Regions from separate parts of the Drosophila melanogaster genome. Here region 1 is linked to region 2. The links are chromatin contacts, called in public Hi-C maps. All regions are on one chromosome and are shown on one strand. The core of a region is the stretch at or near the end of the contact, and the rest is flanking DNA. Distances in the headings are between cores, read along the strand shown.

Region 1 (4,934 bases), core at 264-2,763, 62 kb before region 2:
TCTAAAATAAATCTATATTATAAATAAGACTTCCAATTTGTCATATGCTGATATTTGTAAAGTGATAAAAGCTTTAAAAACTGACCTAGATAACTTCTCAATACGTCGTTGAATGGCTCATTTCTTAATACTACAATACTACCCCTTGTTGTTAGCATGCGCTTATTCACATTCGAAAAGCAAGTGCGTGTATTTTTATAGATCCGATACCGTGGCAAACAGCTGCTCCCCCGGAGCGCGACTTCCCCAGATAGTTTTCCTGAACTGTGTATGTGCGTAGGTACTTTGTATGTAGCACTCACCAGGGCGAAGGTGGTGCCGGGGGCCAAACGCAGGGCGAGACTTCTATGGGTGGTGGTGGTCGCTGGTCGCAGGAAGAGCCGAAAGGCGCTGACCATGGCAGCCCTATTTCTGGACATGATGCGGCTCGCTTAACAGGAACTGGTTGTACGGCTGGATTGAACACTACACCACAGCACTGAATACTCCTTTTTATTTTTATTGTAAATCACGATAACACCGGTTATGGGGGGGTAAATAATGAGTAATGTGTTGCAATTCCGCGCCCAACTTATTGTTTGGATTAGAAAATAAATAAGAAATACAAGTACACTAAGAGGCTTGGCACTACCTTTCAGCCAAAATCTAATTTTAAACGCCTATGTGCGAAACGGGTATTATTTATTCGAACCGGAAACTTTAGCGAAGCCTCTTTCATCGTCGTGGATTTCAAAGGCACCGTTAGAATCTTCCGATAGGCTCGAATAGATAGCTCCCACGATAAATAAACAAAAGCGGCCAATGCGAATTTCACTTTCACCTAACATTTTGACATGATTACGTTTAATTTTGACTACTTTAACAAAGTGTATAAGTTGTGACAGGGAAAATGCAACAAGCCGCAACCAACAACAAAAACAACCAAGAACGGGCGCGAAAAAGGAGAACGGGAGAATTTTCTGTGAGAAGGGGCGAAGAGAATTACCGGTTTTACCAAGCGAATCTTCTTTAACTTTTCATGCGCGGCACATAGGGCTAAAACCCAGCGATTAGCACTCGGAATAAAATTATATATACATATGTGGAAAGATATATATTCTGGGAATTTAATTATTGGGAACGCGCCGTTTTAATGGACCATTCGCTGCACGGCACTCTCTCTTTCGCTCTCTTTGCACTCTCTTCGCCCACGACTTTTTATTTAAAGCCGGCTGTGAGAACACGCGATATTATTATTAATAATTAACTCTTTTTGCAACTGTCGTTTGTGGCCGAATACCTGTTAGCACGTGCTACTTTTATCGTTCTATGGCTTATCTAGCTGATATTTAAATTTATAGCTTGCGGTTTCGATTTGAAACCGACGCGCCAACCATATATACCGTTGTTTTCTTATATAAATAAATTTTAGTTACTCGGAAATATACACCGAAATTGCGCGTATTTGAATGTTAATATTCAAAGTTGTCAATAAAATAAGAAAACATCAACTCCCACAACCGACACGAACGAACTACAGAAATGAACTAACCGAAGCTGCAAACGAAAAGCTATGCCTAATCGATACTATCGGTGCGCACCCAGCACCAATCGATTACCATGCTGTTATGTCACTGTTTTCACTGAATAACGTGGCGCCAAAAAAAATATTTAAAAAATTAAATATGCTTGTACAGAAATAAATTGTTTTTTAAATTTGTTGTCTATTTATTTATATTTTGTAATATGGCAAAGCGGCACAGTAAAATAAATGTAATTGTGCTTGTCCATCGGATGAATTTTTACTACTCTTACATATAATTATAATAGTCAATGAGAAGCAAAGCTTTTTGAAAATAACGAATTTTGGGGTCATATGCTGAAGTTGCCATTTCGATTTCTACACACGTTTATTCGATAAAAATACACAATTTTTTATCCGTATCTAGCGAATACTCTTTCCTTTTGGTTCCTGAACTCGATAAATGTGGATGGTGCCCTCGTTAAAGGTGCATGTCTTAGCTTGTCGTGTTTACTTGGTTTTAGAACATTGTTTAGGTTCGTGTCTCGACTGTTTAGTCGGCTTGTGATTGAAATAGTTTTTTTAGTACAAAAGTAAACCTACTTTTCAAATTTCCCGCATAAACGCGCCAATGAATAATTCGCATCCATTTTACACTTGCAATAATTTCGCTTTTATTATTGTCGCATTACCAATCTAAACTTGAACTAGTCCTCATACATTTACGCATATATCCAACTATACAATAGAGCTTTGCTTAGTGCTGCGTTAAAAATACAACTAGAGTTTTACACTTTTACATCGAGGCCTGTGACAAGCGCATTTTAAGTCTACTTAGGCTAAAAACATCTATAATACACTTAGGGGATAGAGGCAGCCTTATGCTTAACGTACTAGTCCGATATATATATATATCTGGGTTTTACTGTAGCATTCGTTAACTGCTGGAACAAAGTCACAGTCGTGGCATGGATTTGAAATGCTTAAGGTACACAGAAGTTTCTGTGGCTGCCGTGTGTATAGTAGTACATAGTTATGTATTTTGGAGTTGTCAAAAGTTATTTGATCGAGTCTTTACGATGAGGAGAGCTGAATCGGTGTCTGAGGTAATAGTAATAACGAAAGTGCTGGATTATGCGTAAACTCAATTAGGCGCTTAATTCGCCATTGCCAACTAATAAACATTAAACAACTAACAAAGCGCATTTATGCATTTATTCATGATGCCTCATGATATTATTTATGATAATTTATAATGCGCAAGCATACACACACACTCATGCCTATTTACACAATGTCCGCAGATAAATTCACACAGATACGCACTCATACACTGTACAACTTTAGCTGACAACTGCAGTGACATTAATTAGCTGCAATAGCAACGAACAAAAAAGATTTATGCATGTTAAAAGCGACTAATTATGTTATTTTTTTCATCTTAATTTATCTTTTTTCTACGGTAGCTGCTGTTTTTAAGCTGTTTATAAGCTGGCCCTTTTCGTTTTTTTTTTTTTACTTTTGACAAGAGTCTGCAAAAGCTACACTGAGAATAGAAAATTGATTCCTCAATACGAAAAACAAAAAATCTTTGATTGGAAATAGAAAACAGAGTTGCCTTAAATAAGAAAACTACCAACTTACAATTTCTTTGACTTTTTAACTTAGAATTGCATTAGAATAACTTTAGAACTTAACTTTTAATGAATTTTAAATTTCTATTTGCAGAAGCTTGCCAAAAGTGAAAACTGGAAACGAGTGTGATAGATTTTCCATCGCAATTCCGTCAAATTTTCATCCTGTCAGTTGTGACGCCGTCGTCGCTGAGCGCTCTCCGCATTTTCGGCTGCCACATGCAGCCAATGCAACTGTTTCCTGAGTTTTGCCCGCAATTTGCGATACTTAGTGCCTCCTATGGAGCCGACACTACCTCCTCCACCTCCTCCACCAAACAGCTGCTATCACGTTCCCGTGGACAGGTCGTCTTTGAGCCATTGCGGTATTGGCCGCGAGCCCAGCTTTTTGAGCAGCTTCACCAGCGCCGTATTGTGATTGAGATAGTATCTGCAAACGAGAAAAGAAAACATAGAAATATGCCATCAGAATTTCACGTAGAACGCAACCAAAGTGGTGGCGCGAAATTAGAATTTCAAATCGCTGGTTTCCCGCCTCAAAGACAGAACAAATATGCAGATCGACACGGGCTTATCTTTTGCACCACCTCTTTGCTGGCTAAGTTTTTGAATATTTTACTTCAGTCTATCCCCACAGCTCTTGATGTTTTTTGTGAACGACTTGGATTGCTCAGAGCTGAGAGCAGATTTGTCTGCGGGAATTCGGACCAGTTTGTAATACCACCAATCTGAGGAACTAAGCTCAGGCCTTAAAAAAAAACAAAACATCTGGCAACCAAAAGAATATTAGATCATTTTATGTTTTTTTTTTCTCCACAATGAAAAGCAACATTTCCACTGCCGCTAATATAAACCTTTTTTTACCCACATCCACGAACGTAATCGTTTTTCTCCACCATCATCGTGAAATCTCGTCAGGAAACAAATTTCCCCAGCTTACAGGCACTTTTATTTGGCCAACTCCAACTCCCCTGATATATTTCCCATTTACTCCAGTTGAATGCCTCACAAAGTAGTCCATCTGTCCATCTCCATTCCCATTCGTTTGTGTACTTTCCGTGTGTTTGTTGGCCTAGAAAAATCCGGAGCGGCAAATCGTTTTCCTTGTCAACTGACAACAGCTGGCATACCGACGAAATCGCAGTACAGCAAAGTGCACTTTTAGCGGCCGCAAAGTGACGCACACATACACTTACACATACACATACACCTACACATATTCTTCGCACGAAGAAAAAGCGAGGAGTTTTGTCCCCACAACCCATGGCCACATATGTTCATTAATCCTTCACTCAAAGCAGCAAGGGATGTGTGCAGCTCCTTCGTCGTCCTGTCTGTCGTCCCAAATCACTCACACCGAAAACGCCGCCCACACGACTGATGGCTCGAACTTTTCATGATTTTCCCACCTTTCCCGGCTTTTCTCAGGTCCCTCTCTGCCCCGCCTATTTTTTTTTTTTTGGTTTTTTTTTTTTTTTGGATGGGATGGAGGAGGCAACATTCGATTTTACTCACCGCTGCAACAGCTTGGCACTGCGCTCATCCATCGCCGGATACTGGCGTCCCTTGGACTTTCCGAGGCATTTATTGCGCTTCTCGCTGACGGCCTGGCAGTAGAATCCCTTCTTCACATCGTATCGCAGGTGATTTGAATAATCGAGCAGCGGCTGGATTTTGAGGAAGCGCTGCAGCTCGTTCATCACATCGATGGGATTCAGGCGCAACTGTTCGCCATCGATGATGTGCAGCTGCTGGGCGGGATAGTAGGCCAGCCAGTGCTCCAAGTGCTGGGCATACTT
Region 2 (4,780 bases), core at 498-2,997:
ATCTTGTTAATCCGACTGAAGATGGTCTCTAGGACTGGCAATAGAGTTCCCTTATACTGATCATCTACCAATTGTCCAATGACTTTTAATAGCATCTGCTTGCCATTGCTGCGTTGCAGCAGGAATTCTGTAAGTCGAATGCGATCCGAAATCAGTTGGCACAATGGTTCAATGCAGAGGTTCAAAAACCACATGCAACCCAACTTGGCATCGATTACAATATTTGGCTGGAACAGTACCCAGTGCGTGGAATCTGCATGGGTATAAGTGTCAAATAAAGTAACTTTTTGGATATTTAAAGAACTTACACAACTCGCACTGCAAGATTTGTCCATCAGGCGAAAGTGAGGGCAGTTTCAGGCCAAACGGTTTGATGGAGCGCCCTGGAGTTATGGGTGTATGATAGGTTATTTCATTGATCACCTCTCCGGGCAGGGAGATGTCGAATAGCAGCGAAGTGCCCGAAGCTTGATGGTGCACCACAATCAGATTATCCACCGTGTTGATGGCGAAGCGACCAAGCAGACTTAAGCGGAGCACATGGCACTTGCGTGGAGCCAAGCCCGGTCCATTGAGCAAGTGCACCTCGACTTCCATCAGTCCGGTGGTGCTATTTGACTGGAGGATAAGCACAGCCAGCACGCCGTAAACTTGGCCTAAGGTGACCTTGCTCTCCTGGACATCGCGACTTGGATTGCCCACTGAAAGGAAAGATTAAAACGCTTTTAAAGGATTTTAACCCAAAAGGATTACTTACAGTCCACTTTGGGCAGCTTGGTGATTACTTTCTGCTTGACCAGCACCGGAATCAGGGAGTTTCCTTCGCTGGTGCACAGTAGAGCCACATTGGCATCGCAGCACCAGGCGAACCACTTGATGCCAATGCTCAGGGATTTCACAGAGCGCACCTGTCGCTTCTCAGGAACTACGGTGTAGACCTCCACGCCGGTATTCGAAATCAGGGCCACCTCTCGATTGTGGACCCAAACAAAGCCATGGATCAGAGTCTTCACCTGGTGGGTAATGATGTCCTGCAGCAGAGGCTGATCTCCCTGAAAACATATGAACTCCACGGAATTCTCCTTTCGCTGAACGGCCAAGATTTGGTTGTCCGGCGAGAACTTAATGGACCTTATGGCACCGCCACGGTCGCTCATGCAAAAGGAGATGACGACATCGTCGGGAGATCCAGGACCTTTGACCACCACACCAGTAGCTCCTCCAGACCGAACAGCAAATATCTTTACAGATATAGATTTTTAGCCATCATCAACATGGATTTTTAACATGTTTTAACTATACCTGCTTGTTGGAGTCATCGAAAAACACATTGGTTAGTTGGCTGACAGCATCAAATCGTATGGGATTTGGGGTTAGCTCAATGTAGTGGATTCCATTGGAATTATCCATTGTTGTGCTGGAAAAAAATAAATAACAAACTGCAACAGCACAACTTTTTATACACCCCCCATTAGAGATGTGACTTTAGCACAGGGTGCTAGAGATGTGCCACGAGTAACAAGCTGTTTTAAGTCACGATTAATTTCATTTATTGTACGTGCAAGGATTAAAAATATAAATGTATTTAACATTATTTGTGGTATGCTTACAGTAGATATTTTTAAACATTTATACTATATTTATTTAACCCCTTCCAACTCACGCTATTATTTGCCATCACTATTGCTATCAGCGGTATTTTTGCCAGCCCTATCAGCTGTTTAGTATACAAACAACAGCGATAAGAAAAAACGGCAGACAGGACACAGAAAAATATTTTTTCTTGTGAATTTAAAAAAAGGTCTCAATAACTTTGATTCAACCACTTAATGGGACACCTGGACAAATGCCGCGTATGCTCCAGCGATGTGGCTAGAGACGACGAGGCCTACAATTTGCTGCACCATCCATATCTCGCCGTCAAATTTTCGGAGTGCACAAATTTGGTGGTGGATCCTGATGACCAGGATATTTTGCCCAGCGAAATTTGCTCGGAGTGCTACGAGCTTCTGGAGAAGTTCCACTCCTTCCGAGCACTTTGCATTATAGCCGACAATAAGTGGCGTTCTAAAAGTCTGGTAACTTGGAAGAAAATAGATCGCAGGAAACCTGTTTACGAGGTCGATGAAGATGAGGAAGAGGAGCTGGAGCTGGAAGAACTTCTATTGGAGCCGCCGGAGATGATTATATGTGATACCAATTTGAGTGCACAAAATACCCCAATAGTCGCTGAACAGGCACCGCCAACCTTGGTATTCCATACCTTCACCGAAAATGTCCAGCAACCCCCGGAAACGGAAAAGAAAGCTTTGGAAGTGAGTTTGGGTTTAAGGTTTAAACAGGAGTGTAAGTTAAGTTGTATTCAATGATTTCAGGAGCCGCCATTGACCACATACAAGTGCGACTTGTGCGCCGACGAGTTTCGAGAGGAGAAACGCTTGATTCTGCACAAGAAGGAACACCAGGGACACATGCTGTATCATTGCACTGAGCCCGGATGCGAGGAAGCTTTCAACCGATTCGAGAACCTCAGGCAGCACGAGCTAGAGCACTCGGAAGTGGGCATGCGGTTTGTCTGCGAGGAGGAGGGCTGCAACAGGATGTACCGGCACAAGGCCTCGCTGAAATACCACCAAAGCAAGGCTCACGACATTGGCAAGCCTTTGAAGACCCATATGTGCGAGTTCTGTGGTCGGGTGTTCAAGACTGGCTCTGCCCTAAGCCAGCATCGGTTCACACACGGTGACCAGCTGGTATTGCCATATGCCTGCGAACTGCCGGAATGTTCTATGCGATTCTATAGCACGGAGAAACTCAAGATCCACATGATGCGTCACCAGGGCATAAAGAACTTTAGTTGCCCCTACTGTGGTCTCAAGAAGACGACCAAAAACGAACTGCGACTGCATATCAACTATCATACTCTGGAAAGGACCTGGTCCTGCAAGGATTGCCCCAAAGTTTGCAACAGCTCAACGAGTCTTAAGAAACATATCCGCGCAATCCACGAGAAGGCACGAGATTATGCCTGCAGCTATTGCGAAAAGAAATTTGCCACCACCGACACGCGAAAATATCACGAAATGACCCACACTGGCGAAAAGAACTTTGAGTGTCACGTTTGCGGCAAGAAATTTATACAACCCTCTGCCTTGCGCACCCATCGCAAGGTCCACGAATCGGGGGATAATCAGCAGACCGCTTGTGCTCTGCTGCAACTGACTAGCATGGGTTAAAGAAGTTAACATATTTCTATTTTAGGTTCAGTGGAAAGTACAACATTCATATCGTATTTTACTTGACTCACAACTTAATTAATATTTACATACCTCCTTTATTGAGGGATTTATTACGATAACGAATTAGAAGAGCAGGGAAGAGGCAATTTTTAATAAACTAGTCTTAGTTTCTAATGGCACAAATACATGCCATTTTACCCTTAATAACGTTAACAAATCAGGAAGTTTAGGGTAAATGGCATTAATTAATAAGCTGTAGTTTTTCTATCTTATCAAGAAACTAATTAATATGACAACAACCCGCAATAACGACAATAAATCTTATGGTGTAGGGTATAAGTTAATGACAATAAATCAGAAGGTGGAAGGTACAAGTATATGACGATAACCCCAAATAATGTTAACAAAACAAGAAGAGATTATGAATGGAGACAATAACCCTTAATAACACTAATCAGGAAGTGTAGGGTAAAGTGAATTATTTTAAAGAAACTGCACTTTTAGTTTCTTACCATTTATGTATGTCAATTTACCCTTAACAACGAAAATATCAGGAAGATTAGGGTAAAAGACGTTTAGTATTATAGTCACATTTGCAACTTACACTTTAAGTAAACGACAATAACTTCGAATACTGACAATAAATCAGGAAGTATAAGGATACGGGGAGTTTTGCAATAAACTTTGGTTTAAGTTATTCACGTTTGAGAATATGCCAAGTTATCCAAATCAGGAAGTAAAGGGTAAAGTGCATATTCTTTTATGAAGTGTAGTTATAGTTTTTTGTTTCGTTCTGTTTGTTTCTTAAACTTTAAGTTTGTTGAATTTATAAAATTGTTTTCTTATTACCTATTTTTTATGAACTAAAACCTTTTACTCGGTTAAAAATGAAATTATATACTTTAAGAGTACTATTGTACTTACTGTATCGACAAATAAATACTCCAATAAAGAACCATTTCCTTTTGGGATTCAGAATGTAAATATCAATAATTGTTTAATTATATTTTCAACTAAAACAATAATGTACAGGAATTGTGTGTGTGTGTGTGTGTGTTACTAAATAAATCGGCAGAGGATTCGCTTCCTGCCGCGGACCACTAAAAACTAAAGTACATCTGCTAAAGGTCGTGAGTCTGTTTATTGTATATGGTATAGTATATAGATAGCTTTGCATACATATGTATAATGGTGTGGTAAATGATATGACGTGCCACGATCATTTCCCCCGGTAAATATGGTGAAATCTGTTGCATTAAAATCGTTGTAAATATGATTCTTCAGTTATTGTTATAGATATATATTTGTATAGTTATATATGTTGGTGAGCTAAATGCGTTTTCTTTTTTCGGCTGCTGTAAATATTGAGTGTATAAATATGTTGTATTCGTATGTATATATCGTTTCTATATTTGCGTGTACTGATCCTGGGGGGAAATACGATTTCTTGTCCATCGCGTTCACTTCACTCGTTCTAAGCCTATGAAAAAATGCGTTTGTTGTCGTTTTTACATTTTTAGAAAATGTTTAAAGTACGTAGA

The links. Hi-C and Micro-C count contacts between places; a contact is called where the count stands out from the background.
Region 1: a Hi-C map of the Kc167 cell line shows a contact between it and region 2, with 4 times the contacts expected there. A contact is called at or near these places in 8 of 107 Hi-C or Micro-C datasets (the Kc167 cell line, the S2 cell line, embryonic neurons and 3 more) and 2 of 7 datasets of targeted methods (both in the Kc167 cell line).

What each region holds. Positions count from the first base shown.
Region 1 is chr3L:6,547,318-6,552,251 of dm6, reverse strand. It overlaps MCU (Mitochondrial calcium uniporter), which reads right to left and starts at 1,513. Exons shown (of 8, transcript NM_144449.4): 1 at 1,416-1,513; 2 at 303-488. The coding sequence starts at 419. sfl (sulfateless) reads right to left here. Exons shown (of 7, transcript NM_079222.5): 6 at 4,651-4,934; 7 at 2,148-3,565. The coding sequence ends at 3,463.
Region 2 is chr3L:6,485,391-6,490,170 of dm6, reverse strand. It overlaps CG10147, which reads left to right and starts at 1,747. Exons shown (of 2, transcript NM_001274548.1): 1 at 1,747-2,315; 2 at 2,376-4,004. The coding sequence starts at 1,830. The coding sequence ends at 3,236. Bulli (bulli) reads right to left here and starts at 1,490. Exons shown (of 7, transcript NM_139790.3): 1 at 1,303-1,490; 2 at 758-1,241; 3 at 309-701; 4 at 1-253. The coding sequence starts at 1,410. It overlaps CG42747, which reads right to left. Exons shown (of 7, transcript NM_139788.3): 7 at 4,207-4,780.